Regions from separate parts of the Mus musculus genome. Here region 2 is linked to region 1. A link is a contact called in public promoter capture Hi-C data. All regions are on one chromosome and are shown on one strand. Each heading gives the region's core, a stretch centred on a gene start, on an enhancer-like site or on the middle of the called end of the contact. The rest is flanking DNA. Distances are from core to core; before and after follow the strand shown.

What was found. Capture Hi-C pulls out chosen DNA fragments and counts their contacts.
Region 2: a contact with region 1 is called in a promoter capture Hi-C map of liver. The contact joins the promoter of Dhdh here to the promoter of Nosip in region 1. A contact is called at or near these places in 4 of 39 promoter capture datasets (cranial neural crest, hippocampal neurons, liver and 1 more) and 2 of 9 other capture datasets (liver and pancreatic islet).

The regions. Positions count from the first base shown.
Region 1 is chr7:45,058,599-45,065,340 of GRCm38.p6, reverse strand. Nosip (nitric oxide synthase interacting protein) reads right to left here and starts at 2,912. Exons shown (of 9, transcript NM_025533.3): 1 at 2,810-2,912. Prrg2 (proline-rich Gla (G-carboxyglutamic acid) polypeptide 2) reads left to right here and starts at 3,689. Exons shown (of 7, transcript NM_022999.1): 1 at 3,689-3,753; 2 at 4,449-4,600; 3 at 4,955-5,136; 4 at 5,330-5,369. The coding sequence starts at 4,516.
Region 2 is chr7:45,484,558-45,491,299 of GRCm38.p6, reverse strand. Dhdh (dihydrodiol dehydrogenase (dimeric)) reads left to right here and starts at 2,495. Exons shown (of 7, transcript NM_027903.4): 1 at 2,495-2,626; 2 at 3,129-3,240; 3 at 4,396-4,559. The coding sequence starts at 2,537. It also overlaps a transcript of Tulp2 not described here.

The sequences.
Region 1 (6,742 bases), core at 1,663-4,162:
GTAGAAGGAAAATCAGGAGTTCAAGGCCAGTCTAGACTAGAGAGTAGGACCCTGTCTTAAACACACACACACACACACACACACACACACACGGGGTGGGGGGGGTTGGGGGGGGAGAGAACAACAACAAAAAAACAAGCCTAATGGTGGTGGGGGTGCAGCCCTCAATCCCAGCACTTGGCAGAGGCAGCCAGATCTCTGAGTTCAAGGCCATCCTACTTTACAGAGTAGGTTTCAGCAGGACTACATAGAGAAACCCTGTCTCTAAAAACCAAAGCAGCATTAGTAGTAACTTACTATTAATATATAAACAAACAAAGCAGGCCCTGGCTGAGAGCACATGTGTAAGCCTGCGGCCCAGATCAGTTAGGAAGGTGCTTGCTGCCCCCAGGTCTAAACCCAGTACAGCCAGGCATGATACATAGCTTTCACCCCAGCCCCTGGGAGGAAGAAGCTGACGGATCTCTGAGTTCGAGGCTAGCTTGGTCTACAGAGCCAGATCTAGCTCAGCCAGGTCTGCACAGAGAAACCCTGCTCAAAAACAACAACTGGCTGGGGAGATGGCTCAATGGTTAAGAACACTGTTCTTCCAGAGGTCCTGAGTTCAAATCCTAGCAAACACATGATGGCTCACGACCATCTACATCTGATGCCTCTTCTGGCATGCAGGTGTACGTGTAAACAGAGCACTCATACATAAAAATATATATATATAGTTTGTTTGTTTGTTTTGTTTTGTTTGTTTTTCGAGACAGGGTTTCTCTGTATAGCCCTGGCTGTCCTGGAACGTCCATATAAGCCTTGTGTACAAATGCTCACAGCAGCACCTCGTATAGCCAATAGAGACAATCCTAAAGGTCCACCAACTGATGGAGAAATAAGGCACAGCATATCTCATACAACAGACTGTTCATCTGCAAACAGGCCATAACAGGGACAGACCTAGAAACAACACAGTGCGGGAGAGAAGCCAGTCACAAAAGCCCAGCCGATTAGGCAAATGCATACGAGTTTAGAGACTGCCAAGAACTGGGGGTGAGAAAGACTAAGTGGCAAAGAATGTGGGACAAGATCTTTCTTAGGGGGTGTTAACCATGTCCAGTTTGAGAGGGTAGTTCATGTAGTCCAGGCCTCGGATTCTCTATGCATCTGAGGATGACCTTGAACTGTTGATTGTTCAGCCTCTACCTACTGAGTAATTACATCTCTGAAGCAGCTTACTGCCTGCTGCCCTTGGAGGCCAGAAGGCATTCAATTCCTCAGGACTGAGGGGAGTGCAGGTGTGGTACCACACCCAGAGAACATGCTCTAAAATTGTTAGTGGTGATGTCAGTACAATTCTGGGCGTATACTACAAACCACTGAATTGTTTGCTCTAAGTGGGTAAAGTATACAGTATGTGAAATTATATCCCAATAAACCTCATTGAAAATAAGAACATGAGCCAGGAGTGGGGACTGCATGCCTTTAATTTCAGTACCAGGTTGTGCATCTCAAGAAACAAAACAAAACAAAACAAAACAAAAAACAAACAAAAAAAACAAAAAACAAATTAAGAAGCTGGAGAGATGAGGCAGTGGCTAAAAGCACTGGCTGTTCTTCCAAAGGACCTGGGTTTGATACCTAACACACACATGGCAGTTCACAACTCCAGTTCTAGGGGACCTAATGGCCTTCTGGGCTCTGTAGACAGTGCATTCACATGGAGTGCACAATCATAAAAACAGGCAAAACCCTCGTTTACATAAAATAAAAGGAAAGCATTTCTTTTCTTTTCCTTTCCTTTTCTTTTCAGGATAGTGTCTCACTATGTAGCCCTGGCTGGTCTCAAACTCAGGAAAATCCATCTACCTCTGCGCCCAGTTCTGGGATCAAAGATGTGTCTACCATACCCCTTTAAATAAATCTCCTTCTGGGGGCTTTCAAATGTCCTACGTTCTTTGTGAATTTTACATCATGCACCCTAATCCCACCCATCCCCCCCCTCGTTACTTTAAATAAATCTTTTTTTTTTTGCCACTGCCCAGCTAATAAATCTTAATCTCCTTAGAGATATTTAGTGAAATTCGATGCAGCCTGGACTACATGTCACCTTGCCTCAAAAAAATACAATAATCGTTGGGGTGGTGGCGCACGCCTTTAATCCCAGCACTTGGGAGTCAGAGGCAGGCGGATTTCTGAGTTGGAGGCCAGCCTGGTCTACAGAGCTAGTTCCAGGACAGCCAGAGCTACACAGAGAAACCCTGTCTCGAAAAGCCAAAAAACAAAAACGAACAATGGGGCGGGGGGGGGGGGGTAATAAGTGCTAGGTGTGGTGGTGCACACTTTTAATCTCAACACTTGGGCGGCAGAGGTTGGCGGATCTTTGTGAGTTTGAGGCTAACTACATAGCGAGTTCTATAACAGCAAGGGCTACATACTGAGACTCGGTCTCAAGCAGAATAAAATATTTTAATTGCTTCAAGGAACCTTCAAGGGTCCAAACCACTACTGCTCATTCCCCTCCTCACCATTGTCTAGAAATCCGACCTCAACTCTCACTAACACAGGGAACCCCAAGTTCCCCCTCACTTGGTCCGCATCACTCCTCTACTGCGGAACTACATTTTCTACAACCAGCCAGGATGAGGGAGACAGTACAAGGCATCCTGGGAAATGTAGTTCGTCTTCCAACCTAGGCGTTCAAGAGCGCTGTTAATGATTGACAGGGATTCGGAGTGCGAAACCTTATCCTACCTCCCTCAGAACTGCAAATTTCTCCCACAAGAAGGAAACTTGGCGACGCGACCCCTCACCGCCTGCAGCTTACCTCAAGAGCGGTTATCCGGCTTGTCGTTGCTTCAACTACGTCCCGAACCGGAAAAAGAGTACTGTTTTTAAACTCTACTCCTCCTACTTCCGCCCGACAGGAGGAGACCGGAAATAATTCTGCCCCTAGTCGCGGAGGCGCTTCGCCTGGCTTGGTAAGTGCTTTCTTCTTCTCTTCCATCCCCCCGGAAACGTGAGTGACTACTCGAAGGTTCCGGTGAGCGAAAGTGGTTTGACTCTGGGAGACACCCTAGCCTGTTCTAGGCATTACCCAGAGCGGGGCAGTTGCTTTGAGTCTCTTCAAGTTTGAGTTTGGAGACTTAACTCTGTCACCCGAAGAGACTGATATCCAGTTCCCCAAATATATTACTTATTTTTTCCCCCATTGCATCTTAAGAGTCGATAAGTGAGAACTCTTTCCCCTATTATAGAAAAAACAATTTTCAAAGATCTCGAGACTAAACTGTTCAAGTTATCCTCAGGAAACAGATTTATTGTGGTACCGCCCAGTTATTCTAGGAACCAAAGAATTCCCTTCCCACCAGTGTGTAGATCTCTTGAGACCTAAGATTTATTTTCCTGGCTCTGCCAAGTCGTCTGTAGAGAGAGACTCGGGCTGGACAAGTAGGGAAGAGGAGACTCTAATAAAGCCCCCTAGATCCCTCCATGGTGTCGGAAAGCCTTGTTTCTTCTGTGTGGGGCCGTGGCACTGAAGACCTTGATCCTATGGTCCCTTTAAGTACTTTGTCCCTTACCTGAGTCCCTCCCAAAGAAGGTAATCAGTAGCCCCGCCCCCTCGCCAGTAGCCGGCTCGGGCCTAGTAACCCAGGAGGAGCTCCCCTCCTCTCCTCCCCTCCCCTCTTGCCTACCCCTTTGCACAGCTGGCTACTCTGACCCAGAGGGCCTTCGTTAAAGAAGAGAGGCAGAGCTCCCAGCCCTGGCCAGGTAAGTGGGTGCATGCTCCCCGAGAAACTCCTGGGCAGAGGATCTGGTGTCCTGATTCCCCACGTTATTGGGATCTAGAAACTTGGGACCCAAGCTCTAGGCTGTGGATCCCCAGGGCTCTGTCTCCTCAAGCCTTCAAGACCTAGAAATATACGACCTGATCTGTCGTGTAGTCTCTGATCTCTGAGGCTCGATGAGGCAACAGGTAGAGGGAGGCTGACTTGGAATGTAATCTGCTGGGCTGGAAGGGAAGAGGGTTGATGATGAGCTTGTTTAAATGCCTACTGTGTGTTGTCAGGTTTGTGATAGGTAGAGAAAGCAAGCCTCAGCAACTGTGTGCTTATCATTGTCACCTCCAAAGTCCTCCTCTGACATTCGAAAACCTGGTACAATAGGCAAATGACTTTACTACCTGGTAACACGTTCTTCACCTATAAAAATGGCAGGAGTAATAGGACTGGCTTGAAAATTAAGATGAGCCAGGCAGTGGTGGCACACCTTTAATCCCAGCGCTTGGGAGGCAGAGGCAGGCAGAGTTCTGAGTTTGAGGCCAGCCTGCTCTACAGAGTGAGTTCCAGGACAGCCAGGGCTACACAGACAGAGAAACCCTGTCTTGATAAAGTCCTGAGTTGATAAAGACCCACGGTGTCTGGCATGGGACACGAGTTGGTTACTTGCTTTTATCATGATGGCAGAGTGCGGGCAGGGAGTCCTGGCCTCCTAACTCCGCTGCAGCATTTGTCATCTGGGAGTCCACACAGTATGAGGGGCCGTCCTTCCCTGCTCTTAGTCTATATGGGATTGGCCACCTGCCTGGACACCTCACCTCACAGAGAGCAAAACCAAGGTGAGTGTTTGAGTCTCTTCAAGTTTGAAGGTGAGTGTTTGGAGAAGAGCCTTGCAGAGGTTTAGTTCTGCCTCTCCCTAGCCAGGAGACTTCCTAGATTCCTGGACCCGGACGCTTCTCCCTCAGATCCTAGGGTCTGTGCCCCGGCTTCTCCCCTCAGATCCACATGGTCACCCCCTGCTTCAGAAGTAGAGTTCCAGACTCCAGTCTTCCTCCTTCATGCCCAATGGTGAAAACTCTGTCCCCTCTTGCTCAGGGTTCTCCAGGCCTGGTCCGTACCCCTAGGACCCCATAGTTCTTTGTCTTCTTTGTCCTCTATCCTAAGGACTCTGCTTTTGACTCTGATGTCCTTAGTTCTTGACATCTTCCTGGATGCCCCAGAGGCCCAGAGTTTCTTAGTTGGCCGCAGGCGTTTTCCTCGTGCTAACCACTGGGACCTGGAGTTGCTGACCCCTGGGAACCTGGAACGGGAGTGTCTGGAGGAGAGGTGCTCCTGGGAGGAGGCCCGGGAGTACTTTGAGGACAACACACTGACGGTGAGGGCCTCAGAGGACCCTGGCATCGAGGGCCTGTCCGCCTTCTCTAGGTGTTAAGGATCACAGGCTCCAGCCTTCAGCTCCCTCCTCACCTCCATGGGGTCTCCTATGTCAGGGTGGACTGGTGGGGTGGGGGCGGGGCATGACTTTTCGTGTTCAGTTGCTATCTTTTCCTTCTCTTCTCTAACCCTAGGAGCGCTTCTGGGAAAGCTATACGTACAATGGCAAGGGAGGTGAGTGATGCTTCTCAGCCCTCTCGTCCTGTGTTGGGGAAGCAGCCTTTAGCCCTGGAGTTCAATCCAACATCCCCTCCACACATACAGGACTACCTTCCCTCCAATCCCATGCTGTTCGGGGATGACTGACAAGGTGTCTCCTCTGTTTCCACAATGGCCCTTGTCTGAGAAACCCAGCACACGGATGGTGTTCACATTCATAGGAGGACCCCCGAGTCCTCAGGTGGGGGACTTGTGGGTGAGCAGATGATAGAGTTATTGTCAGAGGGACAAACTCACCTGCGGCCCTTCTTTAGAGTCCAGAGCCCCAGCCCCTTACAAGCATCTTGGTTGCTAGTGGGGCTGTTACCTAGCAACAGAGCTAAGGCAGGAAGCCTGGTCATTCTCACCTGTCCAGTTTGCCCACCCTAGCCCCTCCTCTGAATTCTAAAGCCCTCATCTTGGCTTAAGCTTTGTTGCTAAGGGGGGCTGCTCCTTAGCAACAGGGCCCTGGCCAGGCCAGACAGAGGAAGCCAGAAACACTACCTGGCTTCCTTCCCCTCCCCCACAGCTCCATGCCAGCCACAGCCAGCCTGGTTGCTAAGGAGGCCTTCTCCCTAGCAACCGTACCTAGCTGGAGGACCAGGGCCTCCTGCCCAGCTGGAGGACCCCCCTCTGGGCACCAGCTGCCCCACCCCCTCAAGGCTTGGTTGCTAGGGGTGGATGCACCTTAGCAACAGGCCCTAGGTCTATCCTAGAGTCCTCACAGTGAAACTGGTTGCTAGGGGAGATAGCTCCTTTTCACCAATCTTAGCAAGACCTAGTGGCTCCTTGGATCACCTGAAATCTGCCAGATTTTGGGAGACCTGCCTTCTCACTGCAAGCTAAAAGCGGAGATGGGGGTGAGTATGGCAGGTAGCCAGATCTGATGGCACTGGCCTTGGCCTGGCAATCCTGGCTACTCCAGAGGCTGGAGCAGAAAGATTGTGAGTTCAAGGCCAGCCTCTGCTACATGTCAAGTCTCAGGTCAGCTTGAGACTCCCTGTCTCCATAAAACAAAACCAAGAGCTGGAGCGATATCTCAGTGGATCAAGTGCACGCCATGCCACCTGAGAACCCGAGTTCGACCCCTAGACTCTGCAGGAAGAAGCTGGGCATGCTAGTGTACCTTTGGAGTCCCACTGTTTGAGAGGAGAGACAGAAGGGAGGAACCACGGGGCTCCCTGGCTAACCAGCCCCCCTAAATCAGCCAGCCCAGGTCTAAGGAGGCAGGCCAGTAAGATAGCTCAGCAGCGGATGTCTGAGAATGTAAGTTCAGTCCCCAGACACCGTGTGATAGAAGGAGACTACTGACTTCCGGAAGTTGTTCTATGTCCTCTACATACATGTGG
Region 2 (6,742 bases), core at 1,246-3,745, 430 kb before region 1:
ACTTTTAGTTCTGAGTATGTGTGTGTTTTTGTGTGTATGCCATAAGAATGCAGGAGTCCGCAGAATTCAGAGAGGGCATCAGATCCCCAGGAGCCGGAGTTACAGTTGATTGTGAGCAATGTGGATACACGCTGGAAACCAAATGCAGGTTCTCTGTAGGAGCAGCACATGTTCTTAACTACTGAGTCATCCCGCCAGCTGAAGAAACCTACACATCAAATCCTACACTCTCCTGACCCCATGAGGAGTCAGAGCAGTTAGCACTCCCTCCCCTTGACACCCCCCCTCGTGTGTGTGTGTGTGTGTGTGTGTGTGTGTGTGTGCGCGCGCGCGAGTGCAAATGCCAGCCTTGGGAACAGGCAGCATACCCTAGCCTCCAGGTTACTGAAACTCACACTCATTTGATTAACAACCAACATTTCTCCAGTGCAGATGGCTCCTGCCCTTGAAAAAAAAATAAGCCAATACCCTTGCAATGATAATAGCCCACTCTTTGATGATGAAAAAGAGACAATTAAGTGTTCCCAGACAGCTGTGGCCAGCTGTAAAACTGCACCAGCTTCTAACAGCACAAGTTACTTTTCCCAGGTCAGAAAGGTCCCTTTCCAGCTGTGCCGTTCTGATCCCCCCCCACCCCCCTACCCCCCACCCCCGTCTGAAGAAATGTTACAGGTTTGAGGGCGGCATTCCTTTATCCTCTCCTGTAATGCCACGGCTTGAAAACCCTGCTTGTGGGGTTTTTTCCTTTATAACCCCCCTTCACTTAGAGGCTTCACTCTTTCCTGTTCCATCAAGAAGGTTGGGGACCTAAGCTCAAACTTGAATAAAGACCCTGCAATTACAGCAGGTTGTGATTCCTGGTGATCTCTTTGGGGTTTTTACAATCTGGGCACCGCCTCCAGCTACCAAGGTCTTACAGGCAAGGGAAATTGGAGTCTTGGTGAAGGTAGACTTTGCCAACCGGTTGAGTATATTTACATAATAGGCCATAGAACTCAGTTAATCCTCTTAAGACTTTCTTCTAAGTAGAAACTGTGGGGACTTCAGTCTCCAGAACAGAAAAGTGACCCCCAGAGAGGTCCAGGGCTAAGCCAAGAAGAAACAGAAGGACATGGAAGACAACTCTGTCCCTAACTCCAGGGGTCACAGGACACAGGACCAGCTCTGAGGCCTGTGATCCAGGCCTGTCCGTACGAGCTGCTTGGGAAGCTGAGGCAGGAGGATTGCTATCTTAAGCACGTGTACCTGTGGCGCCTGTGACAGGGAACGGTCTTTCCTGGCAAAGGCTTACGTGAAGATGGGAGGAGAAGGTGACCTCAGCCCTGGCTTCCCTCGCTCCAGTGCTGAAAGTCCCTGTTGCCTCGCCGCCACTTAGTTCAATCAGTTAAGCACAATAACTGATTAGCCTCCTATGCCTTACTAAATAGGAGACTTGTGAACACCTGGGCACAGTCAGTCAGTGTTCAGTGGATCAGACGAGAGAGAATGAAACTGGGCTGTAAGTGAAGAGGAGCTATTATCAGTAAGGTGCACATTCTTTCCCCTCTCGACGGCAAGTGAGATAAATCAAGTTCCATCATTAAAGAGACTTGTAAAGACATAATCTGGGGGGTGGAGAGAGGGCTCAGGTTAAGAGCATCTACTGTTCTTCCCAGCATCTATATAATGAACGGCTCACAGCCACCTGCAACTCTGGTTCCAAGGAATCCTCCTCCTCCATATTTTCTTTTTCTTCCTTCCTTCCTTCCTAATTTATTTTATGCGTTGAAGAGTTTTGTCTGTATGCATGCATGCCCACCATGTGCATGCCTGGTGCCCTCAGAGGACAGAAGGCGGCACTGGATATCCTGGAAGATGGTTTCGAGCTGCCAAGTGGACAGAACTTGGGTCCTCTCCAGAAGTAAAACGTTTGCTTTGTCAGAAATACTTTGGATCCTGTGGTCATTTTCTTGAGACCACAGACTATTTTATTTTATTTTATTTTATTGGCTTTTTTTTCGAGATAGGGTTTCTCTGTGTAGCCCTGGCAGTCCTGGAACTCACTCTGTAGACCAGGCTGGCCTCGAACTCAGAAATTCGCCGGCTTCTGCCTCCAGAGTGCTGGGATCAAAGGCGTGCGCCACCACGCCCGGGCCCCACAGACTAATTGATAACAATAGCAAATCCCCATCTCAAAATAAAAAGTAAAAAGGCAACTTGAAAGACAGGCACGGTGGTGTATGCCTGTATTGCTGCACTCAAGGAGCTGAGGCAGGAGGATTGCCTTGAGTTTATGGTCAGCAAGCAGCCTTGGCTATATATATATATTGTGAATTGCAGGCCAGCTTGGGCAAGAGTTAGGCACTGAGAAGAAGGAGAAGGAGAAGGAGGGAGGGAGAAGGGCGGGCGCAGGGAGGAGGGGAAGGAGGAGACGGGTGGAGAGATTGCGGTTTCACGTCCTGAGGTCGTGTCCTGAGGGTCAAAGGGAAGCGGGCGGCTTGCAGCGCGGGGTGGCGTTGGCCCCGCCTCCGGCCCCCGCAGGCAGAAGACGTGCAAAATGGCGCTGCGCTGGGGCATCGTGTCGGCTGGCTTAATTGCCAACGACTTTACCACCGTGCTGAGCTCACTGCCTTCCTCGGAGCACCAGGTGCACGTCCCTTGGAAGACACTGGGTCCGAGGGAGGAGTGGAGCCGAGGGTCTAAGAAAGAGTCCCTAGTCCGAGGAACGAGGGAGCCCCGAGTGTGAGGGAGGAGAGTCCCTAGGTCTAAGGCAGTGACTCTGAGAAGAGAAGGGGACCCTTCTGGTCCCCAAGGCCATAAGAGATTTGTTTTCAGCTCACACCTCCTATGCGCCCCAGTCTGAGGGGCTCGCGGTTTGCAGGGGGTAGGTATCAGCTGCTGGGAGGCGAAGCCATGGGGCAGTCGGGGAGGATCCTGGGCTTGCTTACAGACTCCCCTTTCCTCTCTATTCAGTCTTGCCATGTACCAAGCACAGCCTAAGTCTGCCCCCCCCCCCAATCTGCTTCCCCTCCCCACCAGTAATACCTTCCCTAGCCATCTTGGAGGAGGCTAGATGCTCCCCACTGCAGCCTCCTCCATAGCTCGTCTACTTTGTCTTCCACATCTCAACCCTTTGAATCCCACGCTAGGTGGTAGCGGTAGCTGCGAGGGACCTGAACCGGGCCGAGGAGTTCGCACAGAAATTCAACATCCCCAAGGCCTATGGCTCTTATGAGGAACTGGCCAAGGACCCAAACGTGGGTGAGTGGCCTGGACCAGGGAGGTGGGGGCAGAGCTAGGCACTGCTTCTTGCCTACAGATGCACTGGGCTGCAGGGGTGGTCTTTGGAAAGGCTCAGGCTCGGCCTGGTTAGGAGACAGTTAATAGGCTTACACGTGACCCGAGACTGGCTGAACAATATTAATCTGTGCTTAGCCAAGGCTAAGTTTTAAGTTTCTCCCAAGGCTAGAAAATCTGGTAAGAATTTATTTACTTGTTTATTTTGCGATACTGGATATGGAACCCAAGGCCTCTCACACATTAGGCAAAAGCTCCGCCGAGCTGAATCCCACACTTTTATTTTATTTTGAGAGACGGTCTCACTCACTGTATAGCCCTGGCTGGCCTGAAACTTTATTATGTAGACCAGGCTGGCTTCAGATTCTCAGAGATCCACCTGCCTTGGCTTCCAGTTTGTAAGCACTGGGATTAAAGGTGTAGGCAAGCATGCTTGGCCACTTGGGCTTTTGAGATAGACCTCACACATAGCCTCCAATTGGCTGTCCTCCTGCCTCAGCCTCCCAAAAGTGTAACTGTCTTTTGCTACTTTGTGGGTTCTTCCACCCTTTCAACCCCCTAACACTACATAAGAAGAAAAGAGAGGGAAGAAAGGAGACCCCTGAGTAAAGCCAGGGGTCAGAAAGGGAGTTTGGGGGGATGTTAATCGGAGACTGCTGATTATGGGCAAGTTTGATCTTCCCTGTCAGAATATCTAATTTCTCCTTGTTTCTTCTTTGTACATAACTCCTTCACAAGCCCTGACCAACAATCCACCTCTGGGACTCTAGCATTTATAGACCTCTGAAAAGTCGCCAGAATTCCAAAAGTCACACAATCGCAGAAACTCTCTGCAGCTGGCCAAACCACACCTCTGCTAGGGCACAAGGCAAATCATAGTCAGCTGCTGTGGACAGTCCATATCCCACAGCTGGGACTGAAACGAAAACATATTCTTATGTTTCTGTTTTTTTTTTAAAGAAACCAAAATTTCCAAATTGTCACTACACAAAAGCTTGGTAGTCTCCCCTCAATGAGAACCCTAGAACTGTATTCACAGCCTTGCCTCTGAACGTTGGCGGCCAGGCCCTCTTGCTGGCCGTGCTGCTGACCATCCCTCTCTCCTCCCTCCTCCCCTAGAGGTGGCCTACATCGCCACCCAGCACCCCCAGCACAAGCCAGCCGTACTCCTCTGCCTGGCAGCAGGCAAGGCTGTCCTTTGTGAGAAACCCATGGGCGTGAATGCAGCAGAAGTTCGGGAGATGGTTGCCAAAGCCCGTTCTCAAGGCGTCTTCCTTATGGAGGTAAGCCTGGAGAGGCCGCTCTCACATCCATACGGTGCTAAACATGGTTGCCCAGGTTTGCCCACAGTCAACCCCCCCCACCACACACACACACAAAAGGATCAGAATCTGTGTTGGCCAGGGTGAATCCAGCATCTAGTCACAAACTCAAGTTCATTTCTCCCCACTTGAAGGAAAAGTACTTATTTAGAAAGCAAGAAAACCAAAGAAGACAGAGGCCATTTTGCTTAGGGATTGCTAGTGCAAGACTTACTTACCTAGGGAGTGGTGGGGAGGCGTGTGAGGCCGAGCAGCAGCTCAGGAGAGTCCCGTGGCATCCAGGAGCTCAGCTTTCCAGATGCACTCATAGTTACTGCAGGTTACCGCTTGCTCTGTGGACCTAAGGAGCCCACAGATAAGAACAGAGGCTCAGCCTCTGCAGCGTCTACTCCCAGGAAGAGCTAGACACAGGCACACAAAAAGCTTCCTTCTCCCGGAGAACAGGAGATATCAGGAGATAATGAAAGGCTACTTTCTCAGAACTCCACCCCCAATACAGGGAGGTAACATCCGAAGAAGGGAGTCTTTAACTCATTCCAGGGCTCCAGTCATCTACAGAAAAGCTAACGGGGGACTCAAATTTTACCACCAAACTGTACGACCCTCAAAATAGTGACTAAAAGGGCTAGAGAGATGGCTCAGTGATTAAGAGCACTGACTGCTCTTCCAGAGGTCCTGAGTTCAAATCCCAGCAACCACATGGTGGCTCACAAGCATCTGTAAAGGAATCCAGTGCTCTCTTCTGGTGTGCATGAAGACAGCTACAGTGTACTCATAAACATTATATATATATATATATATACACACACACACACATATATATACATACACACACATATATACACACACACACACACACACATATATATATATATATGATTAAGAACCCATTTATATTAGAGTTGTTCATTTGATTTAATTTTCCATGTGTATATTTGATGACCACAGAGGCTAGAAGTTGGTGTCAGACCCGCCAGAACTGAAGGGATTGGGAGTATCATGAGGCTGACTGGTAGGAGGCAAACCTGGGTCCTCTACAAGAACAAGCGCTCTTAAGCACAGAGATGTTCTCTCCGGCCCCTAAAATCAGCGACTGTTTCTACAGTCAACCAAGAAGAGATCACATGTTCAGCTCGAGTCCTCAGGAGGCAGAGGCAGGTGGTTGTCTCTGAATCTGAGTCCAGCCTGGTCTACATAGCTAGGGCTACACAGTGAGGCCTTGTCTCAAAAAGGAAGAAGAAAGAAGGAAGGAAGGAAGGAAGGAAGGAAGGAAGGAAGGAAGGAAAGAAGGCAGGCAAGCAGGTGACCAAATGAGAGGTATTGAAGAGATGCTGGTATGTAACTCAGTGGATAGAGCACTTGCCTGGCATGCAGGAAGCCCAGGGTTCCATGCCCAGCATCATATGAAGCAGTGTGGTTGTGAGCCACCATGTGGTTGCTGGGATTTGAACTCATGACCTTCGGAAGAGCAGTCAGTGCTCTTAACTGTTGAGCCATCTCGCCAGCCCAGTTTCAGGGGTTTTGACATCCTCTTCTGATCTTTGGAAGTATGAACGTGTGTATACACAGATTCACAAATAAAATAAAACTTAGTTGAAAAGTGCAAGGTTGGGGCTGGCTGGCGAGATGACTCAGCGGGTAAGAGCACTGACTGCTCTTCCAAAGGTCCTGAGTTCAAATCCCAGCAACCACATGGTGGCTCACACAACCACCTGTAATGAGCTCTGACATCTTCTTCTGGTGTGTCTGAAGACAGCTACAGTGTACTTATGTATAATAATAAATAAATCTCTAAAAAAAAAAAAAAAAAAAGGTCCCTTTCTCAGAAGATAAAAGAAATCAACCCAAAGTGAAGTCAGCAGGGGCTGCCCAAGGACGATGCTGTCGTAATCCTTAGCAAATGTAGCAGAACTTGCTCAGACTCTGTGGGGCATGCTTTAGCCTCCATGTTAGATTTTAGGGGAAAGAGAGGAGAGAGAGAAAGAAGAATCTCTTTTCTTCTTTCTTCTTTTTTTCTTTTTCTTTTCTTTCTCTTTCTTTTCTTTTTCTTTTTCTTTTTTTTCTTTGGTTTTTCGAGACAGGGTTTCTCTGTGTAACCCTGGCTGTCCTGGAACTCACTCTGTAGACCAGGCTGGCCTCGAACT